Linked DNA regions of Mus musculus: region 1 is linked to region 2. A link is a contact called in public Hi-C data. All regions are on one chromosome and are shown on one strand. Each heading gives the region's core, a stretch centred on a gene start, on an enhancer-like site or on the middle of the called end of the contact. The rest is flanking DNA. Distances are from core to core; before and after follow the strand shown.

The links. A called contact is a pair of places that touch in the nucleus more often than the background predicts.
Region 1: a Hi-C map of cortical neurons shows a contact between it and region 2, with 2.6 times the contacts expected there. The contact joins two enhancer-like sites. A contact is called at or near these places in 1 of 39 promoter capture datasets (pre-B cells), 1 of 484 Hi-C or Micro-C datasets (cortical neurons) and 1 of 115 datasets of contacts at active chromatin or transcription factors (neural progenitor cells).

Annotation. Positions count from the first base shown.
Region 1 is chr13:93,062,205-93,065,174 of GRCm38.p6, reverse strand. Cmya5 (cardiomyopathy associated 5) reads left to right here. Exons shown (of 13, transcript NM_023821.3): 9 at 1,585-1,732. Gm31745 (a long non-coding RNA gene) reads right to left here. Exons shown (of 4, transcript XR_382755.4): 3 at 1,819-1,955. Among named protein-coding and RNA genes, the nearest start is that of Gm31745, 4.7 kb to the right of the region's middle. Within about 2 kb of position 1,629, at least 18 of the 459 cell types and tissues checked have an H3K27ac peak or open chromatin away from gene starts, as enhancers often do. A contact at or near this core is called in cortical neurons, where this site is marked.
Region 2 is chr13:92,798,042-92,801,248 of GRCm38.p6, reverse strand. No RefSeq gene overlaps it. Among named protein-coding and RNA genes, the nearest start is that of Thbs4, 4.8 kb to the right of the region's middle. Within about 2 kb of position 1,393, at least 5 of the 459 cell types and tissues checked have an H3K27ac peak or open chromatin away from gene starts, as enhancers often do. A contact at or near this core is called in cortical neurons, where this site is marked.

The DNA.
Region 1 (2,970 bases), core at 380-2,879, 260 kb before region 2:
ACTCTTGTCATCAACCAGTAAGTATTTAAGAAGCACTAGCTATGCATTGGGTATTGGGCAAAATGCTGGGTATAAACTAAGACTGCACTGGGGTTTAGGGTGGAGCTCATTGGTAGAATGTCAGTCCAGCAGCACGAAGCCCTGGGATCATCCCTCAAGTACAATAACAATAGCAACAAGATGGAACACTTGGTCTCGAAAAAACAAAACAAAACAAAACAAAAAGATGGAGTGCTTGTTTGCAAGAAGGTCAGAGTTAAGCTGAGAAGTTAAAAACCAGAAGATCATTAGGAATGGTTGACGAGGGCCTAGGCTTACAGGCGTTAACTATGATAACACACAAGAGAACGCCAAGACAGACAGGGGAAGGGCAGGCAGACCCAGGAATGGCTCCCTAGAGCTGAGAACTGCACAGACTGCGTTACATCAGCAGTTCTCAACCTGTGGGTGGTGACCCCTTTGGAGGTCAAATCCAAAGGCTCACAGATCATATATTTACATTATGATTCATACCAGTAGCAAAGTTACAGTTATGAAGTAGCAACGAAAATAATTTTATGGTTGGGGGTCAACCACAAAACTGTATTAAAGGGTCACAGCATTAGGAAGGTTGAAAACCACTGCTTTAAAAGATAAGCTGGCCTAGAGCAGATTCCTCTTAAAGAAAACTTGAGCAGACATGAAGTATCCACTGGGGTATGAGGCACTGGAAGAGCTTCCGTATTCCTTAAGCTTGACAATAAGGAAAGACACCATTTTTAAAAGGCTTAGCATGTAAGGTATAATTGCAAACTAGGACTAGACTTCCTTACATAGACGTGAGAAAACCCAGACTGGTTTCAGCCATGGTCTTCGACTGGGAATATACTCTCATGGTGAAATCTTTTTGCCAAGCGCTCTGAGACATATAGCAAAGGCTGTCTTGCCTTTAAGATCACTGCAGCCACCTCAGGCAGGAAGTAGCTTATTCCTGCCCATTGGTCCTTTATCCTTCTCCCTGCCTTTAAAAGCAAGCATTTGGCCCTGCATGGTGGCCCATACATAGACTCCCAGCCCAGCATTTGGGAGGCAGAGGGAGGAGTTCAAGGTTCGTAGCAAGTTCCAAGGCAACCTAGGCTACATAAGACCCTGTCTTAATAACTTAAAACACAGAGGCAGACGATTCTTTCACCCAAATCTTTACTGACCATATACTGGGGACAAGATTATGTCTACCTTTCAGGTAAAAGGAGAAGGGAAAGAATATTTGTATTTGTTTATATAGTAGTTATATAACACAAACACTCTGGGTCTCATTAAAATCAAATTTTGGGGGACTGTTAGGGGATGGGAGAGAACCTGACAGTTTGTAGTGCAGAAGAAGGTGAGATACTTTTAGCTATATGTGTGTGTGGAGGGTTGTTTGGTTTTTGTTTTTTTTGTTTGTTTTTTTTTTTTTGTTTTTTGTTTTTTTTTGTTTTTTAAATCTCCTTTGAGTTTTTAGCTCAATTTTTTTTGATACAAAAATTAAAAATAAAGACATACTTAAGTAATCTTCTGAGAGTTGCCCCTGGTCTGTGACTAACTTGTCTCTATCTCGGTCAGCACCGTCCACAGCTGTGATTCATGTAGAAGACTGTACTGTGTGTTGGAACACTGCCACTGTCAGATGGCGGCCTGCCAACCCGGAGGCCACCGAGACCTACACTCTGGAGTACTGCAGACAGCACTCTCCTGAGGGCGAGGGCCTGAGGTAAGGCCTTCCACAGTGAGGCTGCCGGGAGCCCAGAATCCATGCTCCAGGCCCCACCCCGGCTATCTATCTGAGCTTATGCTTACCCAGCAAGAAAAGCATCCTTGAGTCCCGCTGAGCTAATTAAGCTGTTGACTTGATTTGCAGTGCCATCACCATTCATCAATGAACTCTGCGTCTATAATAGAACGAGCGCATGCTGCAATGCAGAATAATAACTCCCCTGTAAGAGAAATGTATGCAAATTTTAATAAAATAGAACATTCTTTGAAGTATATTTAACTTGAATCATTAGTCAGGATTTATGCACATTCTGTGCCATTTTTACTAGCTCTGTCAGAATAGGTACCACCTAACTCAGGAAACTAATAGTGAGCGTATGTGTAATGTAAATCTGATTGTCTCCACCATATATTAGCAACATAAAGGAGCTAATGACACATATATTATCACAGAGACAGACCTGCTTCTCCAAGAACATGAAGAATATAGAGATTCTTCTAGTGTAAAGGGAATCTGAGGCTCCCTCACTAAAATGATAAAGCTAAAATTTATCAAGGAAGGACCACATATCCTCTAGGCAGTTGTTAAATATTAACTCATCTATGAGGTGGTATTTCCTTACCTTCTGATGTCATGGCTATAGAAAGCCCCTTCATATACCATGATAAATATTTAGAGTACTAATTACTACTTACTAACTGATATTTTAATTTTGATAGAAGATATTTTTGGTTTTGCTTTTCATTTTTTTTTGTTCTTTAGCCACATTTACTGAGATAAACAATTTTGTCAGGAAGTTAGGAGTAATGGTATAAAATCAAACAACCTTTTAGTAATGTGTACTTAAGCTCTTGATTAGCACCATGATCGAGCAGCTATTTATTTAGTTATGATATAAGGTTTCATATGACTGAACAATAATTATAGTTTCTTTCAGGTTGAAGACAGGTGTTGCTAAGTAATGATCAGACAGTGTATTGGGTTTGGGAATATGAGGAAGGGTGGGATGCAGGCACTTCTGCAGAACTGAAAATGCAGTAAATATACAAACACAGCAGCCTGTCTGTGTATCTTCTGACTGCTGGGAGGTAAGCTTCAGGAATCATTAATGTTGTTTGGTTGGTTGCTATGTAAAGCCACCAATGTGTGTCAGTCTGAGAGCTCAGAAAAGCATGCTGTGATCTCAGGATAGTCTGACAGAGCACTGCCTGAGATCCAGGGCCTGATGCTGGCCC
Region 2 (3,207 bases), core at 144-2,643:
TTCGAGAGCTCAGCGAGCATATTTATTAGCTGAGTGGATGCACTCACAGTGGCATCTCAGGCTGTTTTTCTAAGGCATTGTACACACAATTTAGTAAAGCATATTAAGGAAGCTTAATGACAAGCTTTTGTGCAGAGTCCACTGAGACCCCCAGCGAGGATGAAAATGAGTGATTTTTACACTCTTCTTTCCATGTTTCCCTAATCTTCCGTGCTTAATTGCTATAACAAAGCATTTGCTAAATTTTGGGGTAAAAAAAAATCTATGTTTAATTGAGTACTAATCAAAAAACCCCTTCTTCATTTCCTGGACCATTATGTGTGCTAAATAGTTTCTAGAAAAGCTATTTTCCCGTCACCTCATCAAGTCCCCTCCTTTATTATTAACATTCAACTAAATAAGAGTTCTGCATGCACATACCCTCAGCACTCTGATACAAATGTCGTCACGTAGCAGAATATAAACCATATTAGCTTTTCCATTTTCTGTTAATACTTCCCATTTATAATCCATTGGAGAATTCAAGTAGAAATCTGACATACGTAGCAGTAACATATATCAATAAACAAATATGTATAAAGCATCTACTTAGCTTTGTCAAATAGTGATACATAGTAATCTTCCTACTTCTGAAGAAGTGTTGTAGCTTCCCCATAGGAGAATCCTGGTTGCTCTCGTCCCCTGTGTGGATGTCACGGTCAATGCTGATGCCACACAGCATTGGTTGAGATGTGTGAGGGGCAGAGAAAGTCCTGAGCAAACGTATGTTTTTGACAAGACCCCAGTGCCTCAAATCCAAGGGAATTGACAAAGCCTTCCTCTGGTCCACATGCAAATGCTGACAGCAAGTACAGAAACCATTAACCACACCATCCTCCTCCGTGATGCTTACAGACCTGAGAATATGCTCCTAGCGAGCACTCCTACTGAGATCAGATAATTCCTCCTCCTGTGTGTACACAATAAATCTGCTGAGGTTCCCAATTGTCACATAGTAGGCACCCTACAGCAGATTGAGCATGGCCCACACAATCCCAGTCCCTGCCCCGCCCCCTAGCACCCATGCTCTGCAGGGTGTGATGGAAATGGTTACTGATTGCCTTTAGGCTTTCAGGAAGAGTGACGTGAAGTGACCCAAGAGCATGTAGCAAGGAGAGCGTCTGTGGAGTTCTTTGGTGATGTGGAGAGCGACTGATTCCCACACCTGGGCCTGTGCACACAGTGGAGGGTAAGTCACTTTTTTACATCTTTGCCTAGATAATGGACTAAATGAAAGAGAAGTTATAGAGTTGAAAGTTGTCAGCAAACATCAAAAACTGAGTCATGTTGCTCATTATAGCATACTGTGGGAAAGGAAAAAAAAAGAGTACACCAGTGATCCATTGCCATGACAACTCAGCATAACAAACTACCTACTCACCTCACCATCAATGACTGATAAAGGTGAGTGCCCATCACTCACATGTGGGGCTGCCTTGACCTTGCCTGACCTCTTCTCCTATCTGAGTCAGGGCTCAGCAGATCTCTGCTAGCTTGGCCTACGATCATGTCATTGCATACACGCCTCCTCTTCAAGGCTAGCAAGGTAGGTGTTGATGCAAGTGAACACATCCACAGCAGCAGCCTTTAGACACGATTGCAGTACTTTGGCTAAAGGCCGATTGAGCAGGCAGCCATTTCTCTAAACAACTGCACGTTCTATGAACTCACTGGCACCACCACAGCTGTTATCCAAGGCTACAGCATGCAGGCAGAGAAGTCAAAGCAGGGACCTATCATCATTAAGTGCGGGACACTGCATCGGTGCTTTCAAAAGCCAGTAAGATGATTCTCAGGGGCTCAGAGCCTGATGTTGGGAAAATTAAACCAATAAATTCAGATGCTATTAAAATAACAGGATAAAACTCAGTGTAAGTGCAACCAGAGATTTACTCACTCACACACACACACACACACACACACGCACACGCACACACATATGCACACACATGCAAAAATTTTAAATCCAGGTACCACATGTAGGACAAAACATACTATTTTTCTTTCCAAGCCCAGCTGCTTCTTCTTTTTTTAACATAATGATTTCCAGTGAAATTCATTTTCCTGAATTTCATTGTTTTACTTTTCTTTAGAGATGAGTAAGATTCCATTGTGTATATGTAGCTCGTTTATTTATTCAGCTGTTGGCAGATGTCTACTCTGGTTCCATTCTTGCTGTTGTGAACATGTGGCAGCAAAGAGAGCATAGGGCTCCTCCTTCCCACACCCTCAGAAGCATAAGGTTTTCGTGATGATATTGATTCTGACTAAAGTGAGATGGAAGCTAAAGACATTTTAATTTCCATTTCTGTGATGAGTAAGAATATTAAATGCTTTTTCATTATCTATGGGTCAATTATGTTGCTTTTTTCAAGTTGTCTGTTCAACTCATTGGCTCATTTATCGACTGGATGATGATGATGGTGGTGGTGGTGGTGATGATGATGATGATGGTGTGTGTATGTGTGTGTGAGAGAGAGAGACAGAGAGAGAGAGAGAGAGAGAGAGACAGAGAGAGAGACAGAGAGAGAGGCAGAGAGAGAGACAGAGAAAGAGACAGAGAGAGACAGAGAGAGAGGAAGAGGAAGAGAGAGAGAATCTGTTTAGTTATTGGAGTTACCTTTACGTCTTTGCTATTAACCCCTTGGTGATGTGCAGTTGGCAAACATTTCTCCCCGCTTTTTAATCTGTCTCTTCACTCCAGTGGTTGCTTCCTTGGCTGTGCAGTAGCTTTTGAATTCCAAGCCATCCCCTTTGTCCATGGCGGTGCTTTGGGATCGTGTTCACAGAATCCCTGCCTCTGTCTGTATTCTGAAGAGCTTTTACTGATGTTTTCTGGCAGTTTCCAGTCTTACACTGAGGTCTTGGATCCACTTTGGAACCATGAATATCTTAACAAAGAAACATAGGCAAGAAACTGGTTGGCTCTTTTACCTTCTTTGCCACTTTTTTTTTAAAAGAAAATCTTTTTATTGATTCTTTTGGAATTTCACGTCATGCACCCCAATTCCAATCATCTCCCTGTCCCTCCATATTTACCGTCTGTCCTTGCAACCTTCCCCCCAAAACAAAATTAAAAAAATAAATATATGCTATTATATTATTTATTTATAAAATACCTTGCCGTGGAAGCTGAGAATCACTGTGTGTCACGCAGTGTGTCACACC